Regions from separate parts of the Oryctolagus cuniculus genome. Here region 2 is linked to region 1. The links are chromatin contacts, called in public Micro-C maps. All regions are on one chromosome and are shown on one strand. The core of a region is the stretch at or near the end of the contact, and the rest is flanking DNA. Distances in the headings are between cores, read along the strand shown. Region 1 holds the start of ID2 (inhibitor of DNA binding 2). Region 2 has its middle 89 kb from the start of ID2.

Evidence for each region. Hi-C and Micro-C count contacts between places; a contact is called where the count stands out from the background.
Region 2: a contact with region 1 is called in a Micro-C map of ear pinna, with 2.1 times the contacts expected there. The contact joins the enhancer-like site here to the promoter of ID2 in region 1. A contact is called at or near these places in 2 of 6 Hi-C or Micro-C datasets (ear pinna and an unstated tissue).

Annotation. Positions count from the first base shown.
Region 1 is chr2:193,253,155-193,257,758 of mOryCun1.1, reverse strand. It overlaps ID2 (inhibitor of DNA binding 2), which reads left to right and starts at 2,748. Exons shown (of 3, transcript XM_051833360.2): 1 at 2,748-3,146; 2 at 3,240-3,291; 3 at 3,467-4,043. The coding sequence starts at 2,823. The coding sequence ends at 3,284.
Region 2 is chr2:193,341,270-193,345,873 of mOryCun1.1, reverse strand. No RefSeq gene overlaps it. Among named protein-coding and RNA genes, the nearest start is that of ID2, 89 kb to the right of the region's middle. Within about 2 kb of position 2,178, at least 2 of the 8 cell types and tissues checked have an H3K27ac peak or open chromatin away from gene starts, as enhancers often do.

The DNA of each region.
Region 1 (4,604 bases), core at 1,499-3,998:
CAAATTCGGTTATCTGGTTTCAGGGCGAGGGCTCCCTCTTGCCAAGGTATGAAATAAACACGCCGGAGCCCGGATCCTTATGTAATCCAGATGCTCTTTCCTCGAAAACCACAACAAACTGCCCAGCGCGGGGACAGGGGCCCGGAACACCGTGCGCGCCCCCATCTCCCCTCCCCAGGGCCTGGGCCCTCCTGGACCTTCCCGATCCCGCAACTCCTGCGCGGGACAGAGGACAAACAATTGTGCCCGAAAGGAAACCGCAGAGGGCACCCTCAGGGGGTCTGCGTGCCAGAAACCGTCCGGGAACGCGGGCATCTGGTTGTTAACTGCAGCTTTCCCCAGAGAGGACGCCTCTGCGGGCCGACCGCGGAGTCTCTGGCCTCTGGATGGTCCCGGCCCAAAACGCAGACGGGGGCGGGAGCCCGGCCGGCCGGGCGCCGCGCGCTGCGCCGCCTCTCGCCTCGGCGCGCGGGCCCCTCTAGAAGGAGCTGTTCTGGTTTTCGCGCAGCCTCCAGGGGTTCCAAGGAGGGCGGCAGTGGGCCGGTGGGGGTGGGGGTGGCTGGGCGGGGGTCTTCCCAGGCACTTTCAAGAGCACGGGGTCAAAGCCAGATCCCGGGTGGCCGCGCGCCGGGACAGTGACCGCCTCCCCATTCCCTAGCGCCAGCCCCGCCCTGAACGCTTCGGTTGCACAAGCAAATAAAATAAAGCGAAACCTTTTGCTTTGGCAACCTCTCGGCCCCATTGCGCCTCCTTTCGCAAAAGGGAGCTTCTTCCCTCCTCCCCCACCCCGGTCTTTACTCTAGGGTCCTCCTTCCGGCCCCCGGATCCCCAAACTTGCGGCGCGCGCCGGCTGCAGGTGCGCGCGGGCCGCGGCCGGGCAGGGGCGAGCCGGGGACGCCCGGGCCCCGCCGGCGCGGATCGGCTGGGCGCGCGCGCTGAGTGACGGCGCGGTTGCCATGGCAGCCGCCGGAGCGGCGCCGCGAGGACACGGCTGCGGGGCGCGTGAATGGGCGGCGTCACGCGCCTGGCGCCGGGGAGTCTGCTCCGGGGCTGCGGCTCCGGCCCCGCCGCGGCCCGGCCCGCGCGCCTCCGCGGCCCATTCATCACCTGGCAGGGATCACACGGGGGGTCACGGGCGGCGGGGACGCAGCGGCGAGAACAAGCCGGGAGGCAGAAAGGGAGTGCGCCCAGGCGTGCCCGATGTGCGGGGCGGGCCCGGGGCTTCGGCCCCCGCCCCGCCGGCCCCAGCGGCACCACGCCGGGACTGCGGGGAGGCCGGGGCCCGAGTGCTGCTGCTGCCGCCGACCGCGACGCGCCGGCGCCAGGCGGGACGCTTCCAGAGCGGGGCTGTGCCTTTACCTGGGGGCGTCCCCGCGGGAAGCCCCGCACACCTCCCCCCGCCCGCGAGTCCAGCTCCGCCGAGTCGCCGGCGGCGAGGTGGGTGACCGCCTCCCCGCCCGCCGCGGAGACGCTCCCGCGCTGGGCTTGTGAGACAGACCGGTTAGTGACTCGGTCTTTAGCTCATGCAACGCCGCACTGCCCCTCAAACGAGCAGAGCCGGGTGCCTGGCCGGAGAACCGGGTCCCGCAGGGTCTCCAGGCGGCCCGGACCGCGGTCCCCGCAAGCAGCCGCCTTACCGCGCAGGGGCACGAGCGCTCGGGACTGGCGGGGCCCTCCACGCACGGAGTCCGTGCGCCGGAGCCAGCCCCAAAGGTGCGTGTTCACGCGGCTGTGGTGGTACACAGAGCACTGCATCGTGGGCCCGAAGTGCCCGGACACAGTCAGTCCCTGCGCGGCACAGACGCGCGGCGCCTCCCAGGGCTGGAGCCAGGGGGCGGCCAGAGCCCGCAGGGCCCCGCGTGCGGGTGCGGGGTCCCGGCGTGGAGGCCGCCCCGCTGCCCCTTCCGGGCACGCACCGCGGGCGCCGAGCAGGCCTGGGGGCCGTGGAGGTCAGGGGCCGCCTGGCCCTCGCCGTGGCCGCCCGCGTGGGCTTTGCATCCAGGCTGGGCTCGGCCCCCTTGCTCCCTCCGGATGCGGGACCGGTGCGGAGCCCTGTGCGTGGCTGGCTGAGAACTTTAATCAGACTACGAGCGTGGAGTTCTTTTAACTAGTCAAATAAATGAAGTTGCGTCCAGTACCCGTGCCAAGACCGCCAACCTCGCCCACGGCGGGCACCGGCTGTCCGAGAGCCGTCCGCTGCGGGACGCGCCATGTGCAGACCCCTGCGGCTCCCGCAGCCGGCCCGCTCCCGCCGGGGCACCCCGCAGCGCGGGCGGGCCCAGTCCCCGGCGAGCGCCCCCAGCCGGAGTGCGTGAGGCGGGCCTCGGCCTCTGGTCCCGCAGCTCTGCCCTGTCCGGGAACACGCAGCCCGTCTTGCACGCGTCTCCACTCTCCCCCGAAACGCCCGCTGTGGGGTTCCACTCGCCGGCGTCGCTGTGGCTCCGGACGGCGGCGGGGCTCGACCCGCCCGAGCTGGGCACCAGCAGTGCGGGTGCGCGCGGGGGCTGCCCCGCGCCCCGCGCCCGGCCCGCGCGCACTGTACTCTATTTACCCCCGCAGCTGCGCCCGGCCCGCCCACCCCGCGGGGATTGGCTGCCAACGCGGAAGGACCGAGCGCTCGCCCCGCGCCCGCGCCCGCCAATGGCGGTGCCCGCTCGGCCTGATGGACGCGCCGCCCTCCGCCAATGGGGACGGGAGGAGGCCCGCGCGTGCGGCGCCGGCGAGCGCGTATAAAAGCCGGCGCGCGGGGCCCGGGCTCCACTCTGCCGAGCGCTGCGCGCGGAGCAGGCGGCGGCCCGGCCTCTCCCTCCCCCTCGGTCAGCATGAAAGCCTTCAGCCCGGTGCGGTCCGTCCGGAAGAGCGGCGTGTCGGAGCACGGCCTGGGCGTCTCCCGCAGCAAGACCCCGGCCGACGACCCCATGAGCCTGCTCTACAACATGAACGACTGCTACTCCAAGCTCAAGGAGCTGGTGCCCAGCATCCCGCAGGACAGGAAGGTCAGCAAAATGGAAATCTTGCAGCACGTCATCGACTACATCCTGGACCTGCAGCTCGCGCTGGACTCGCAGCCCGCCGTGGTCGGCCTGCACCACCCGCGGCCGCCGCTGACCACGCTCAACACGGACATCAGCATCCTGTCCCTGCAGGTGAGCCGGCCGGCGCCGCGGGCGCGGGCGGGGGGCGTGCGTGCGTGCGGTCTCCCCGGGCTGACGCGGGGCCTGCTTCGTCTTCCTCCCCAGGCGTCCGAGTTCCTGCCGAGCGACAGCAAGGCGCTCTGTGGCTGAGCGGACGGTGAGTGTGCGGTGCGGGAGCGCCCCGCGGGGCGTGCGTGTCCGCGCCGGCCCGCGGGCGCACTTGCGGGGAAGGTGGCCGGGGGCTGCCCGTGCGGGGCCGCGAGGAGCCCCGCGTGTTTCCGCTCGCGCACCTGCCCGCCGCGCCTCAGCTGTGCCTCTCTCTCCTTCTGCAGGTGCCCCTGGCTTGGTATTTTTTTTATTTTTTCTCTTTGCACAACAACAAAACACCAACAAACGCACAGGACCTTGGAAGGCGAAGCGGACACGTCGAATGGACCTTTTGCAAAAGGGGAAAAAAAATTTTTTTAAAAATTTTTAAAATGGACGGAGACGGAGGAACGCCGTCGTCCGCGCGTGTCCTCGGCCTGCGCTGCGACTCTGGTTCCTGGGAGACGCGGGCGCCTCGCGTGCGGGTGGATGGCGGTTCCCTGGGTCCCGCGCGCGCTGTGGGCGCGAGCACGTGGAAGTCGCAGGCGGTCGCCGGGTCGCAGCAGACTTTGCCTTTCTGCAGAGGTGGAGCGTGAATAAAACCCCCAGGCGGTCGCCGAAGCCAGAAGTGCCCCTGGGCGCCGTGTACATATTTATATATAAATTATACGTCTATACATATATATATATATGGGGCGAGCCTCCCTGTACAGCGGCAGACGCACACCGCGTGACGACGGACTCGTTCAGGCTGAACTTTTTATAAAAGTTTGCTTGTCAACTTCACCGTTTTATACGAAATAAACCGAGCGCGCTGGCCGAGCCGTGCCGCCTGCGTTATTTCGGGCCCTGAGCGCTGCCCTGAGCCAACCGGACACGCGCGAGTGTGAGTCCGCGGGGGCTGTGCGGGGAGCGCACCGCGCGTCTGACGTCGGCACCCGGGGTCCCGGGCGGGGAGCCGGAGCCCGGCGGCGTCGGGCAAGGGGTCGGGCCGGCTGGGAACCTGGGATGAGCGCCCTGGGGCCGGGGGCGCTTGCCGGCACGGGCCCCGGCCCCTGCGGCTCACCTGGGAGCGGGAGGCGAGGCCCTGGGGTCCGGATTCCCGCGGCCTGGTTTCGAGCGGGGAAGGGAGTAAACGGCCGGTCCACCTGCGCGCAGGCCGCGCCGCGCGGGGGAAAGCCCTGCGGAGCGCGCCCAGGGACGGACCGGGCCCCTGGGACGGCTGGCGCCGGGGTGGAGGCGGGCACCCAGGGCAGCGGGGCGGGGTAGGGGCGGCTGCGGGCTCCGGGCCGAGCCCCGCGGGCCGCCGCTGCTGATAATGGTGCCGCGAGGGGAGGTCAGGGTTGCGGGGGCAGCCGTGGTGGCGCCGGGCGGGCGGCCGCG
Region 2 (4,604 bases), core at 929-3,428, 89 kb before region 1:
ATAAAGTGTAAATCTTAAAAAAAAGATCTCTTCTCTCTCTCTCTCTCTCTCCCTCCCTCTGCCTCCCTCCCTCTCTCTCCTCTCTCTCTCTCCCTCTCTCTCCTCTCTCTCTCTCCCTCTCTCCCTCTCTCCCTCTGCCTCTCTCCCTCTCTCTCCTCTCTCTCTCTCTCTCTCTCTCCTCTCCCTCTCCCTCTCCCTCTCCCTGCTCTGCCTGGCACGTAAATAAACAAGCAGGCATTTTTACGATGCACAGCCACACTCAGTTTTCTCTTTGGCGGAGTGGTTGGCTGCAGCAGGGGTTTTCCTCTTTATCTTTGGAGACGCTGGGAAATGAAAGGGGAGCTGTGCCTGTGCCCCCAATCCGAGCAGGGAGCTCCCCGCAGCCCTCAGAGAGAGCCCAGGGTCCCCAGAGCGGGGCCAGCTCAGCCTGGCTCATATGAAAACATGTGCATACATGCACATACACATAGGTACACACGAACACGTGTGTGCACATGGACACACAGGCACACACGAACACATGGCATGCATGCACCTACACATATGCATACACACGTGCACACATATGACCGTGTGTCGTGCACATGTGCCCACATGACCATACAAGCATGTATGGACACGCGCAAACACATGTGCACACATGACCATATGGGCATGCATGGATACATGTGAACACATGGGCACACGTACATGCTCGCATGTGCGAACATGTGCATGTACGCAAGTGTATATGCATTGTGTGTGTGCACATGTACACACATGGGAATGCATGCACGCACATGGACATGCATGAGCACACAGGCACATGCCCACACATGCACAGACACACATGCACAGAAGTGCATACACACGGGCACACACATGTTTACAGACACACATGCACAGAAGTGCATGCACACGGGCACACACATGTGCACACCGGCATGCACACAGCGGCAGCTCTCACTTCACAGTGGGCGTGCCCCTTAGTGGACTTCGCAGGTGGCTCACGGGGCCCGAGGGGCGGCCCCGCCTCGCCCATGCTGCCCCAGGCCCCAGCGTCCCCAGTGCCTCGCTCCAGGCAGAGCCCGTGAGTCACTGGGGCACAGCCTCGGCCTTTGGTGAGCGGAGCCCCAGCCCCAGCTGGCAGGAAATGGGGAAGAACGCTGACCACAGATCAACCGTGGGCACCAGCGAGGCGGCTCCGCGACACACGGGCAGGAAGTCGCACTCCCAGGCCGGGGCCACCCAAGCACCGCCTGATCGTGGCCTCAGGCCGGCAGCAGTGGGAGCAAGGGGCGGGGCCCCACAGCACAGCCACGGCCTGGAGGGAAGGCGGAGGTCAGACCGAGGACCCCGGTGCAGTGCCAGGCCCAGGCTGCGGTGACACGGCAGTGAGCAGGGGTAGCCGGCCGTCCCGCGGGGTCCCCCCACTCCTGCAGTGAGCGGCTCTCAGCAGGGAGGGGCCCCGGCCCCCCACGGCCTGTGGGGACAGCAAAAGCCGAGCCGCCAAGCCTCCCCTGTTCTCCGCCGACTCTAAGGGCAGACTCAGAAAATAACAAGCGGTGCACAGGCTCCTCCCCGGCCACCGCCCCAGGCACCCCTGCAGGTGTCCTGGCAGCTGGGTCTGACCGTCCCTAACTGGCCTGGGCATTAGGTACGCATGACCCTGGGCCACAGCCCAGATTCAGAGCCAGGCTGTGGCCTCCCCTCCTCCCATCCACTGGGTCATGTGCCCTCTGTCCTCGGCCATAGGTGCTGAGAAGGGAAGAGGAGGGAAGGGCGTGTAGTGGGTTCCCACTACCTGGGCCTTGCTCCCCTGCCAGGCAGTCAGTGTCGGTCTGGGATGGGCCCTGCCCAGGGCACCGCCCCAAGCAGCTTCATAAGGGACCCACCCTCCTTGCCTCGAAAAGCAGCCCCAGCAGTCAGCCAGGAGGGGGTGACCGGGCCTGTGAGCCACCAGCTTCTCCGTGACAAGCTGGGTGACAGTAGCTGCAGCATCAGCACTTGAGCTTGTGACCGGGCGGCTGCCCTCCCGGGAGGAGGGGCCCCGTGGAGAGGAGGGGCATGGGCGCCGATGGGGCAGGGTGAGGTCCCTTCCTGCCTCCGAGAGGCACAACGCACCTGCCCCAGGCGCGTGCGCTGCCCCTGCGTCTCGGGGAGCCAGGCGGGGTTCAGCTGCGCCTGACTCACGCCTGTTCCTGGAACTGTCTGAAGCGGGGAGGATGCTGTGGGCAGGCTCTAACTGTATCATCTGGGCTGGGGCCGGCAGCAGATGGTCCTCATGAAAAAAAAAAAAACACACTTCCATGTGAGCTGAAAATAGCGCAACACTCACCCTCAGCTGAATGGGGAAATGTACGAGCCAGCGTTCACGTGGGAGTGGGTGCCCCGGCCGAAGGTGGGGAAGGTGCAGGGAGAAGCCTCGGCACCCACTGGGGCTTGGCCTGCCTTAGGCAGGTGGTGGCCACAGCCCCCCAAGCCCTGGACCTCCCCGTGACCACAGGGAAGTCCCAGGCCCCAGGCACAGCAGGAAGCAGAGATGGCCTGATGCCCAGCCCTCACGGCCAGCGCGGGGAACATCCTCCTTCACTGTCCGAGGAGTGGGGGAGCCACGGGGACCACCAGTGGTCCCGAGTCAGCTCCCTGTGCCTGGGCCCAGGGCAACAGGGCAGCAAGACACAGCGCCGCCCTGGAGACGTGTGTGTGTCTTGGGGCAGACGGCTTCCTCTTTGTGCGCCTCGGATCCTCTATAGGGCAGGATCCAGCAACATTGGGTGCCAGGCAAAAGGCCTGGGAGCCCTGGCCTGCTGCTCCGAGGCATGCGGGAGCCTTGGCCTGTGCTCCCCTTTGCAAAAACCCCTCAGCCCTGGCTTAAACCATGCTGCCTTTTGGCAAGTAGAGTGGCAGCTCTGGGTGTCTTGTTCCCATGCTGCACCTCTGCCACTGCTGTGCAGACCGGGAAGCCAGGGGAGACCAGGAACCGGAGGCTGTGGCAGGTGGGAGGGCCGGCATGGCTGGCCCCACTCGGGCTGCAAGGCCCTGGTGCCCTCCTGCCACTCGGCGCCCCCTGGAGAGCTGGGCGGATCAGAGGCCCGATCACCACGGAAGGGGTTCGGGGGTCTGGCAGCCTCTGGACAGAGGCGGGAGAGCTGCAGGGGAGCCCAGGCCGGGGGCTTGCCCGTCCAAGGAGGGCTCTCCCTTGTGTCCGCTTCTGCGAGCTTCGGATGAGCAGAACGGCCTCCAGCCTGGGGTCCACCAGCCCCTGGGGGCCCGGAGTCCTCGTGAAACACAGCCTGCACCCAACCCCATGCCAGCCTCACCTCTGAACCCGGAGCTGGGAAGAGGCGGGCGGGGGCTTCAGTGACCAGGAGGCGGCCCCGCCCATGGGACCACAGAGCCTCAGGATTCGGGACAGAAGAACGGGGGGTCAGGAGGCGGACGACTGCTTGTATCTCAACTGTCTCCCAGCTGTGTGGCATCCCGTGAGCTCCCCAACCATCTGGGGCTCCCAGGTCAGAGGGGGGTCACAGGAGATCTGGGTGACGGTTTCCAGAGTCTTCTCTGGCATCACCAATGCCCCCCCACCCCAGTGCCCCGGCTCTCTCCCCCCCCAACACCCTCGGCCTCTTGTCTTCTGGCCCCGCCCCCACCCAGCCTTCCCATCCCCCCCAGTCCCACTGCTTCCCACGCCTGGCGCTCCCTCCCTCTGCAGCCTGCAGTGCCTCTGCCCACCTGCGCCTCCTGTCCAGCTCCTGCTGTGCCCGGGGTCCACTCCACAGCCCCCACGCCCCTCTCGGGGCCCCCAGGTCCCATTCAACAGAAACAGAGCTCCCACTCCCAGGGGCTGTGACCGGGTGGCACCGTCCTCCCCAGCCTCCCGGTGTCCACTCCCCCTCCCATTCCATCTTCATCCCAGGACCCCAGCCCCATGAGCCCCACCTCTGGGAAGCAGGGAGGTCCCATCCAGCCTCCTCCTGCCCTCTGCTCTCTGTCGGGCAATCTCTCCAACGCCTCTGTGGCCCGGTCACACACTCACGCCAAACGCGCCGGGCAGGTGGCTCCCTGGGGCTGACACTGCAGGCCTCCTGGGGCCACCCCCTCCCGCTGGGACCACAGGAAGTGCTGGGGCCTCCGTCTGGGACAACCTCCCTGGGCCTCCAGTGGGGACAGCTGCTGAGTGGGCCTCTCTGAGAGCCTGTGCCCATCTCTGCAGCCACCCCGCGCGCCACCGCTCGCTTCCTGGTGCGGCCAGGTGAGACTCCACTCCTCCACTGCCGACCTTGTAGAAGGGTGATTCTCTGCCGGGTGCAGTCCGGCTCCCCCAGCCACCGTGACAGGCGTCCAATGCCCTTGTGCATTTTCACCGCAGCCGGACCGGCCCCCAGGAGGCCTCCTGCCCTAGGAGCCGGGAGCCTCAGGCACAGGACTCTGGCCAGGTCTGGTGCACAGGTGAGGGCCTCTTGGCAGGTGCAGGTCAGCTGGAGGAGTGAGCCGCTCTGCCTGCCCTAGCCATGCCACAGGGTGTGTGCGCTGGCCGGCTGCCCGCCGCCGTGGGCTGCAACCTTCGGCCCCATCCCAGAGTTCGGGCTGATCCGGGCTGCCGCAGGCCTCTGTCTGGGGGG